2 separate regions of the Macaca mulatta genome follow, and region 1 is linked to region 2. A link is a contact called in public Hi-C data. All regions are on one chromosome and are shown on one strand. The core of a region is the stretch at or near the end of the contact, and the rest is flanking DNA. Distances in the headings are between cores, read along the strand shown.

Region 1 (5,622 bases), core at 2,718-5,217, 190 kb before region 2:
GCTCGGTGGCTCACACCTGTAATCCCAGCACTTTGGGAGGCCCAGGCAGGTGGATCACCTGAGGTCAGGAGTTTAAGAGCGGCCTGGCTAACATGGTGGAACCTCGTCTCTAATAAAAACATAAAAATTAGGCCAGGCCCGGTGGCTCACGCCTGTAATCCCAGCACTTTAGGAGGCCGAGGCAGGCGGATCACGAGGTCAGGAGATCGAGACCATCCTGGCTAACAGGGTGAAACCCCGTCTCTACTAAAAATACAAAAAATTAGCCGGCCGTGGTGGCAGGCGCCGGTAGTCCCAGCTACTTGGGAGGCTGAGGCAGGAGAATGGTGTGAACCCGGGAGGCGGAGCTTACGGTGAGCTGAGATCGTGCCACTGCTCTCCAGCCTGGGTGACAGAGCGAGACTCCGTCTCAAAAAAAAAAAAAAAAAAGAAAGAAAGAAAAATTTCAGCCGGGTGTGGTGGCTCAAGCCTGTAATCCCAGCCCTTTGGGAGGCCCAGGCAGGTGGATCACTTGAGGTCAGGGGTTCCATGGCTAACATGGCAAAACACCATCTCTACTAAAAATACAAAAATTAGCCAGGCGTGGTGGCACCTGCGTGTAATCCTAGCTACTCAGGAGGCTGAGGGGAGAGAATCGCTTGAACCCAGGAGACAGAGGCTGCGGTGAGCCGAGATCCCGCCACTGCACTCCAATCTGGGCTGCAGACCGAGACTCTGTTTCAAAAAAAAAAACTTTAGGCTGGGCGGAGTGGCTCACGCCTGTAGTCCCAGCACTTTGTGAGTGTGAGAAATGGGAAAGTTCTTTTTTGAAGATTATAAAAAGTCACAATTTCTTACTATAAGATTGCTACCCACTATGTGTGTGTGTGTGTGTGTGTTTTCCAAATCAGCTGTCCTAGCTTGCTCCGGCATGCCTGGACAGAACTAGACAAGCCCCAGCCTATAGTGCATGCCATTCCTTATTTGGAGATGCTTCCCTAAAGATCCCTGGGCAACTTCCTTTACTTTCTTTGTTCTGTTCCCCTTACCCAATTAAAAAAGTTTTAAACTAATAGCCAATCAGGTAAAGTGTAAAATGTGAGGTCCTATTCAGCCAATGGAAAATGGACACAGCAGTAGGGTAGATGAGTCAGATTATAAATAACTCTGTCTCCTTTGTTCTGTGTGTTCTCCTGGCTGGACAGCTTTTGAGTAGCACCCTTTCTGCAGAAAGTAAAGCTTGCCTTGCTGAAAGATCATTTGTTCCTGTGTTGTTGTTGTTTTTTTTGTTTGTTTGTTTGTTTTTGGGGTTTTTTTTGCGACACCAAAAACTTCATTCCCAACAGGGATGCTGCGACAGGTGGATCACTTGAGGTCAGGAGTTTGAGACCAGCCTGGCCAACATGGTGAAAACCCCAGGCTCTATCAAAAAATGCAAAAATTACTCCAGTGTGGTGGCACGTGTCCGTAGTCCCAGCTACTCGGGAGGCTGAGAAGGGAGGATCTCTTGAACCCAGAGGCGGAGGTTGCAGTGAGCAGAAATAGCACCATTGCACTCCAGCCTGGGTGTGATACTGACTCCTTCACACAAAAAAATACGCAAACAAACCAGCCAAATTAAATTTAAAGGATTTGTTTGTTTGTTTGTTTGTTTGTTTTTTCGAGATGAAGTCTCACTCTGTCGCCCAGACTGGAGTGCCATGGCGCGATCTCGGCTCACTGCAAGTTCCGCCTCCCGGGTTCACACCATTCTCCTGCCTCAACCTCCCAAGTAGCTGGGACTACAGGCTGGGACTACCACCAAGCCGGACTAATTTTTTGTATGTTTAGTAGAGATGAGGTTTCACCATGTTGGCCAGGATGCTCTCGATCTCCTGACCTCTTGATCCGCCTGCCTCGGCCTCCCAAAGTGTTGGGATTACAGGTGTGAGCCACTGCGCCCGGCCTTTTTTTGTTTTTGTTTTGTTTTGAGACGCTCTGTCACCTAGGCTGAAGAGCAATGGCACGATCTCGGCTCACTGTGACCTCAGCTTCCCGGGTTCAAGCAATTCTCTGCCTCAGCCTCCCGAGTAGCTAGGATTACAGGCATGCACCGCTACGCCTGGCTAATTTTTGTTTTTAGTACAGATGGGGTTTCACCAATTTGGCCAGGCTGGTCTCAAACTCCTGACCTCAGGTGATTCGCCCGCCTTGGCCTTCCAAAGTGTTGGGATTACAGGCGTGAGCCACCGCACCCGCCCTGCCTTTAGGAATATTTTTTGAGTGCCTCCCTTTTTTTTTTTTTTTTTTTTTGAGATGGAGTCTCGCTCTGTTGCCCAGGCTGGAGTGCAGTGGTGTGATCTCTGCTCACTGCAAGCTCCGCCTCCCGTGTTCACGCCATTCTCCTGCCTCAGCCTCCCGAGTAGCTGGGACTACAGACGCCCGCCACCACGCCCGGCTAATTTGTGTGTGTGTGTGTGTGTGTGTGTGTGTATTTTTAATAGAGACGGGTTTCACTGTGTTAGCCAGGATGGTCTCGATCTCTTAACCTCGTGATCCGCCCGCCTCGGCCTCCCAAAGTGCTGGGATTACAGGTGTGAGCCACCGCGCCCGGACAAGTGCCTCCCTTTTCGAGTTGTTTTTCTTCGGTTTCCTTTTCCCCAAGAGAAGAATAAAAGGATTTTTGTAAACTGTTCTTTTATTTTCATTACTGCTTCGAGACGGAGTCTTTGGTCTGTCGCCCAGGCTGGAGTGCAATGGCACGATCTCGGCTCACTGCAAACCTCACTGCAACCTCGGCTCACTGCAACCTCCCAGGTTCAAGCGATTCTCCTGTCTCAGCTTTCCGAGTAGCTGGAATTACAGGCACAGCGCCACCAGGCCCGGCTAATTTTTGTATTTTTAGTAGAGACGGGGTTTTGCCATGTTGGCCAAGGTGGTCTCAAACTCCTGACCTCAGGTGATCCGCCTGCGTTGGCCTCCGAACGTGCTGGGATTACAGACGTGAGCCACCGCGCCCGGCCTTTTGTAAACTGTTAAGTCCATCTTTTCCGAGGAAAAGTGACTAATTTTTTTTTTTTTTTTTTTTTTTTTTTTTTTTTTTTTGAGACGGAGTCTCGCTCTGTCGCCCAGGCTGGAGTGCAGTGGCACCATCTCGGCTCACTGCAAGCTCCGCCTCCCGGGTTCACGCCATTCTCCTGCCTCAGCCTCCCGAGTAGCTGGGACTACAGGCACTCGCCGCCACCTCGCCTGGCTAGTTTTTTGTATTTTTAGTAGAGACGGGGTTTCGCCGTGTTAGCCAGGATGGTCTTGATCCCCTGACCTCGTGATCCGCCCGTCTCGGCCTCCCAAAGTGCTGGGATTACAGGCTTGAGCCACCGCGCCCGGCCCAAAGTGACTAATTTTTAAGGGATAAAGCAGTGAAAGTAGGCTGAGGTCATGGGGCACGAAGGGAAGAAAAGGTTGGGAGCAAAAAGAACTCTGGTGGCAGACAGTAGTGGGCAGGACCAGCAGAGATCCAAGAGAAGCCATGACCTGAGAGATCGATCTGGCCTCCGGGAGTGGAGACAGAGATACCGCCTGGGTGGGAGCGGGAACGTACTTGATTCTGACAGGCTGAGAAAGGAGAATGTCCCCGTAAAGGAGCTAGGCCTGAAATAAGGGGTGTGGCCGTGGCTGGATGGAGGAGTGAGTGAGGAGCAGAAGCGCGGCCAAGACTAGCAGCAAAAGAGGGTGGGCCCAGCACCGCCCGGGGCGTGGCCCCAGGACCCGGCTGGGCGAGTCAGAGGCTCGGGAAGGGGCGTGGATCCCCGGAGGCGGTTCCCGGGTTGCGGTGAGGGAAGTGGGTCGGGAGGAGAGATGGGCGGTGAAGAGGCCCGGCTCTGCCGGGGAGGCGGGCGGATCCGTGGCGGTGTTCAGAAGGGGCCGGAAGGGGGTGGCCGCTGGTCGGGCCCCGCCCTGGGGCCGCCTCCCCGCGGGTTCCGTTGGCTGTGGCAGCAGCTGACGCTTGTGGCGGCGGTGGCTCGGGGTGGGCGTAAGATGGCGACAGCAGCGCAGGGACCCCTAAGCTTGCTGTGGGGCTGGCTGTGGAGCGAGCGCTTCTGGCTACCCCAGAACGTGACCTGGGCTGATCTGGAGGGGCCGGCCGACGGCTACGGCTACCCGCGCGGCCGGCACATCCTCTCGGTGTTCCCGCTGGCGGCGGGCATCTTCTTCGTGAGGCTGCTCTTCGAAAGGTGAGAGCCCGCGAGCGAGCGGCTCGAGGGGCCGGGCGAGGGCAGGGGCGCCCCGCTGTGGGAAGGACCGAGGGCCGGAAGCAGAACTGCAGGGAAAGCCCGGAAGCAGGGGCTAGGGGAGCTTGGGCCGCGGCGGGTGATGCTAGGCGAGTGGGCGAGGTGGTAGCGGAGCCTGGGTGGAGAAGGAGTTTGGGGCGTGGGCAAGAGAAAGAGTGGGGGTCTAGGGGAATGCTGGGTCCCTTCAATGTTAGATCCGGAGTTGGCTTGGCGGGGGCGGTCATATAGGCCTCCTCCCAACCTCCAAGGGTCTTACAGATGAGGAAACAGGTTCAGTGTGAACTCTGGCAGAGGCCCCGAAGAGAGGGATAGGAAGGGCCCAGGAGAACCGCAGCTAGTTGTGACCATGGAAGCCGAGGAGTCAACCCAAGGGCCAGACGTTCCAAGGGAAAGGAATGGATTCATCAGAATTTTAAGATTCGTTAGGACGCTTGCGTTTCTGAGAACTGAGGGGAACAGGATTAGTTTGGGAGTTGGTTTGGTATGTCAACTCATGCACGTTTGTTGGTAGGAGGGTAGAAATCTGGTGGGGATAGGGTGTGGTGGAGCCCGAGGCTTCCAAAGTATGGAAAGATGTCAGATTAGTTGCAGAACAGGCCTTGGGGCCTGAAATGGAAGGAGGAGTGTTCGAAGGGATAGAGAGCCATAGGGCTTATCAGAGGACAGCTATATTGAGCCAGCTTCTTTTTTTTTGAGACGGAGTTTCGTTCTTGTTGCCCAGGCTGGAGTACAATGGCACGATCTCGGCTCAACGCAACCTCCGCCTCCCCAGTTCAAGCGATTCTCCTTCCTCAGCCTCCCGAGTAGCTGGGATTACAGGCGCGCACCACCACGCCCTGCTAATTTTTGTATTTTTAGTAGAGAAGGGGTTTCGCCATGTTGGCCCGGCTGGTCTCTAACTCCTGACCTCAAGTGATCCGCCCGCCTCTGCCTCCCAAAGTGCTGGGATTACAGGCGTGAGCCACCGCACCCGGCCTTGAGCCAGCTTCTAAATGAGTTTAGCAGAATTGCAATATACTTTGTTCAACCATGTGATTTCACCTTTAAGTGAATGGATCATATCTGTTTGTCCAAGATATTCACTGAGGCTTTGGTGTGTGATATTATAATGTGAATTTATAGCTGTGGGTGATTTTGATCAAGTCTACTTAGACTCCAAGAAAGGAGACGTGTTTTTGCCATAGGCCTCAGGTAATGAGGGTGTTTCTTGGACAGCTGTTCGTTTTGCCTTTATCCAAGCATAAATGATTGTAATGCAGGAATGCCCTTTCTGGGATGGGACTATGCTGCAGGTGAAACAATCTGTTAATTTCTGAAAGATAGCATCTGTTTGGGATTGCTTCTTCGATTTGCCTACTATTTTTGACTCAAA
Region 2 (5,432 bases), core at 2,393-4,892:
AAAACAGCGACTTTGCTGTGGTCAAAGAGAGGAAGTTCCCCCTGGTCTGAAAGGAAGTTACAGTATAGGAAAAGCAGAGAAATCAAGGCTCAGTCCAAGACACATAGCATGAAGAAGCAGAAAAGCAATGTGTGGGGCAGCATCAAGATTGGACCCAGTCATGACCCCAGAGCCATCAGGGGAAAGCCACTGTGAATCAGTGATGACCTGACCAAAATAACAGTACATCCTGGGGGATGCCAGGCTGCTTTAACACATGAGAGATGAGAGGTTTTAGACATTCTGTTTTGGCTGGGTTTTGGGAGTGTATGCTGCAATCCTTTGACCATCTTACTCATCAAGTCTAGAATATCAGAGGAAGGTCTTTCCTCTTTTGAAACTGAAAGGCCATGATTTGGGGGAAAAAGGAAGCCTGTCTCATAGGACAGATAGTAAAGATAAGGAATATATTGCCCTGAAATTAGAAGTAGACTAAACATATCATTTTGTTTAAGGAGATATTCCTGTTAGAGGCAGATGTTCGAATAACTATGAAGTCAAGTGTTCAGTGCCGGGATAGAGGTGGTGCAGAGTGCTGGGGGAGCTCACAGAGCTTTAAGGTCCTGACATGAGAGCTAGGACTTGGGCTGTGCCAGGCAGCTAGGGAGGGACAGAGCGTATTTCCAGACAGAGAAAGCCCCTCCAGCCTGCTGCTTCAGAACCAAACGCCCCTAACTGCCATCCTGGCCTCTTCCCTCACTACAGGCTGGGCCCTTGTTCCCGGATCAAACCCAGGGTTGGGATGCTTATTTTCGTGGCCCAATAATGAGACGCAGGTGAACTGGGAGAGAAGGGAGTTTTCTGTAACCGGTTACGGGGAGAAGGCCTGGAAATTGTCACCATACCGACTCAAAATTACAAAATTTTCCACAACTTATATACCTTCTAAGCTAGATGTCTGTCTGTAAGTGTGCATTCATCTAAAGACATAACTTCTTTTAATCTACAACTGGGATCTGAGTCCTGAAGACCTTCTTCCGGAACCTCAGTAAATTTACTTAATCTAAATGGGTCCAGGTGATGGGGTGATTACCCTTCTCTCCTGCTAAATCATGGAGGTTTGGGGAGTTCCTTCAGACCCCCAATGAACTTGTTTAATCCTAAACAGGTCCTGTTAAGAATTCCTTCGTTATTTTGTCATGCTTTAAGGCCTAGGAAAGGCCTAGGCAAAACTCTTTTTTTTTCTTTTTGAGACGGGGTTTCGCTCTTGTTGCCCAGCCTGGAGTGCAGTGGTACGATCTCAGCTAACCGAAACCTCTGCCTCCCGGGTTCAAACGAGTCTCCTGCCTCAGCCTCCCAAGTAACTGGGATTACAGGCGCTTGCCACCATGCCTGGCTAATTTTTTGTATTTTTAGTAGAGATGGGGTTTCACCATGTTAGCCAGGATGGTCTCGATCTCCTGACCTTGTGATCCGCCCGCCTCGGGCTCCCAAAGTGTTGGGATTACAGGCGTGAGCCACCACTCCCAGCAACCTAGGCAAAACTCTTGGCGGCCTTTTGTTATATTCCAGCCTTTGTATAAGGGCACTGCCTCTCTTAGCTTTTAATATTTAACCACTCAGTGAGTACCGAAACAGTTGTTATGGAGGCCTGCGTTAGTGAGACCTGGCCTGCCACACCCTGGCCTGGCTGGAGCTTGTTTCATCTGTCCATGGGGGTGGAGCGGGAGTTATTTGCCCCTGCGTCTGTCTCTGGCCTCCTCCACCTGCAGCTCTGGCAATAGCTGCCGCTTTATGGGTTTTAATCAGAGCTCTGAAACATTGTTTTTCATTTCCCCCTTTTCCGCTAATTAACTGCAGCCTATTAATTAGTGCTATTGGACTCCCCACTCCCATAAACCCCATTCACTAACCATGCTTTGCCTCCCCAGCTTTTGCTAAATACGTGACTGCGCTGTAGTGTAGCTGCCTCTCCCTGAGAAGTGATTACAGATCTTGGCTGAGCTGACCCCCTGCCACAGCTGCCCAGAGAGGTCACAGCTTGGCCGGATGCTTCATCTTGATTAGCCCTTAACTTCTTCCCTCCCTTCTTCCCTCCCCATCTTCCTCTCTGACATTGAGAGGGCCTGCACTAAGCTGTAGGTTAAAATCCCTCTCAGTATAAAGCATTGAGCTCTCTTCTCCTTGGGTCTGTTTCCTGCACTCCCAGGTGTTGCTCCGGGTCACAGAAAACAGCACTGTGGGGCCAGAGGGACTGAGTTGATCCCCTTCCCTGACCTGGTAGAGTCTCCCATCAAAACCCAGATCTGCTTATTTCAGATCACTTGACCTCATTATCGATCACAGTGATTTTGGTCTGTGTTACCCATTTAACTCTCAGCTCTGATGTCAGCTCCCTTTTTGTTTACTTAGCTTTCATGTGAAATTCCAAATCTTCAAAGCTCTGCTTCTTTTCACCTTTTTTCCACTCCAGCCAGACTTCTTACCCCCATTCCCGGAGTCTCCCAACTCTCCCAGTGTGATCACTTCAGTGCTCCACTTCTCCGTTATGATAGGCCCTTATTTCTCACTCTCCTCCTTTTTTTTTTTTTTTTTTTGAGACTGAGTCTTGCTCTGTCGCCCAGGCTGGAGTGCAGCGGTATGATCTCAACTCACTGCAACCTCTGCCTCCAAGGTTCAGGCAATTCTCCTGCCTCAGCCTCCCAAGTAGCTGGGATTACAGGCGTGTGCCACCACGCCCGGTTCATTTTTGTATTTTTAGTAGAGATGGGGTTTCACCTTGTTGGTCAGGCTGGTCTCAAACTCCTGACCTCAAGTGATCCACCTACCTTGGCCTCCCAAAGTGCTGGGATTACAGTTGTGAACCACAGAGCCCGGCCTCTTTCTTGTGTTTAATTCTGATGTTTTAATTATTGACCCTTCTTCTGTCATTCCCCCTTTCCTCCAAATACACACATACACTCTCTCCTCTAGTCCCCCCTCAGCTCACGCTAAGCCTGGGTTATGGGAAGGATGTGATCCCTTCTTTAGTAATAGCCCAGGCTTCATTAGAAACTGCAGGGGAAGTAGCTGAACTTATGGAAGACAGAATGCAATCTACCACGATGATGATGGTGGTAAAAATAGCTACCACTGATTGAGATCTGACTGCACGTCAGGCATGGTGCGAAACACACACATATCTCATGTAGTTCTTCCAGCTCCCTTTTGACTGTACTCCATCCTCCAGATGAGGAAAGTGAGGCTCAGGATCCTTAAGTAACTTGCCCAAGTTCACACAGCTGCTAAGTGCCTGAGCCTATATTTAAACTCTGTTAACCCCTAGTCTACGTTTATGCAGTTTTGTTTTTTTTTTTTAACTTTGGTCTGCACAATCCTTTAGGTGAAAGTTATTTTCTTTCAATGTAAAAGCGCCCAGATCATGGTGTGACTCTGCTATTCCTTCAGTCCTAGGAGACCAAATGTGGCTCAGAGCCTGACCCCTTCCTGGCCTTTTCCCCCTTGCACAGTATGGCCCCAGATGAGGCCTGTCCTCTTTATATCTGGAGGTAGTAGGTTGAAGATGAGCAGTGGGGGTGGGAAGTGGAGAGGGGCTTCCCGCCAGCCAATCGGGACGCGACCGCCCAGACTCCCAGCGCAGCATCATCTGCTCCTGCTAAGACAATCATCAACATAAAAGGCTAATTGTATTAATCACCAAGGCACCCGGCCTGAGTCCCCCTCCCTTTTGGGAGAATTATGAATTGCAATTGCAGATGGCTCCACTGATTGAAGGCAGTGCTCAGCAGGGAGAAGGGTCAGATCAGATTACACACCATTAATTAAAAACTTCCGTGACAAACAGGAGGAAGGGAATGCACACCAAGGGCTGGCCTGGTTGGGTCTCTGTCCTCCCCACGTCCCCTGCCCCCACCCAGGCCCAGGGGCTATGCCAATGAAGCCTGCTTCCCCCAGCTGGAGCCACTGAGATTCAGCTCTCCAAAGGCCAGCCCTTCCCTCATTCAAACAGATGGCCTGCTGTCCTATTAAAGGGCTCCAGAGAAGGGGAAGCGAACCTTTGGTTACTTATTTCCACATCTAACCTTGGATGCTCTTCAGAGGCTAACCTAATTCCCCACTTCTCAGGAACCTTGTTTCCTCCTGCTCTGTCCTGACAGAGAACTGCTTTGAAGAACTGTTAGTGAAAATAGCCCCTTGACTTTCTCTTCAGGCAACCCCTCATATTTTGACCTGTAAGTTCCTGGGACAGACGTTGTGAAGCCTGCTCTGAAATTGTGGGTGGAACAGCAAATATCTGGCGATGCACCCTCTCCCCAGCCCAAACCTGGAAGCATAGGCTTCTCAGCTGCTGTCATACTGGCTTATCTGGAACTGTAACTCCTGAAATTTTCTCCTCTTGATCTATTACTGCCTCCCCTCCTCCCCAACTGCCCAGCCTTATTCATTCATCAAACTTATATTGAGCACCCAGTGTGTGCTTGGCTCTGGGGACAAAAAGCAGTGATCATTTGTCAAGGAGCTTAAGAGCCTACGGTAGGAGCTCCACACCCCCATCCCCTTCAACCCTCCAGTTCCTGTTTCCTTCCTTCCTGGGGCTGCAGCTTATATGAGCCCCCCAGGAGCTCTGTTTTGGAAGATTCTAAACTGGGAGTGGGGAGACCTTAAGTGTTTGTGCTCCTGAACTGGCTGACCTTGAGCAAGTCAATCATGTCCTCCGTGTACACATACGCTCTCATACATGCATACATACAGACGCCCAGCTCTCCCTGCTCATAAAAGGACATAGGCAGCCTTGGGCTCTGAGAGATTGTGAACACGGATGAGTGGGGCCCAGCTTGGAGAGATATGAGTAGCATCTGCATTGATATTACAGAATGCTGAGCACAGCTACGGGGGCCATGAGCACCAGGGATTCAGCTACTGCACTGGTCACAGGCTGGGCCTGTCACGCTGCCCTTGGAAGACTTAGGCAGCCTTTTCCCCATCCCCAGTCCCTCAGGAGATATCATTAAAAAGGATCTATCTTTTGTTTGTATTATAGTTTAATTTTTCATTTTAAATAATAGAGATGGAGTTTCGCTATGCCGCCCAGGATGGTCTCAAACTCCTGGCTTTAAGCAATCCTCCTGCTTGGGCCACCCAACGTGTTGGTGATTACAGGTGTGAGCCGCCACACCTGGCTGTTTTTAATTTTTTGTAGAGGCAGGGTTTTGCCATGTTGTCTAGGCTGGTCTCGAACTCCTGGCCTCAAGCAATCCTCCCACTTTGGCCTCCCAAAGTGTTAGGATTACAGGTGGGAGCCACTGCACCAGGCCAGGACCCATCTTTTTTTTTTTTTTTTTTTTTTTTGTGAGACAGAGTCTTGTTCTGTCACCAGGCTGGAGTGCAGCGGCATGATCTCGGCTCACTGAAACCTCTGCCTTCCAGGTTCAAGTGATTCCCCTGCCTCAGCC

Evidence for each region. Hi-C and Micro-C count contacts between places; a contact is called where the count stands out from the background.
Region 1: a contact with region 2 is called in a Hi-C map of fetal cortex germinal zone, with 2.2 times the contacts expected there. The contact joins the promoter of CERS5 here to the enhancer-like site in region 2. A contact is called at or near these places in 4 of 14 Hi-C or Micro-C datasets (cortical neurons, fetal cortex germinal zone, fetal cortical plate and 1 more).

What each region holds. Positions count from the first base shown.
Region 1 is chr11:57,341,566-57,347,187 of T2T-MMU8v2.0, reverse strand. It overlaps CERS5 (ceramide synthase 5), which reads left to right and starts at 3,967. Exons shown (of 10, transcript XM_077954172.1): 1 at 3,967-4,193. LOC144332869 (a long non-coding RNA gene) reads right to left here. Exons shown (of 2, transcript XR_013401065.1): 2 at 5,457-5,622.
Region 2 is chr11:57,152,336-57,157,767 of T2T-MMU8v2.0, reverse strand. No RefSeq gene overlaps it. Among named protein-coding and RNA genes, the nearest start is that of AQP6, 11 kb to the right of the region's middle. Within about 2 kb of position 3,642, at least 4 of the 40 cell types and tissues checked have an H3K27ac peak or open chromatin away from gene starts, as enhancers often do. A contact at or near this core is called in fetal cortex germinal zone, where this site is marked.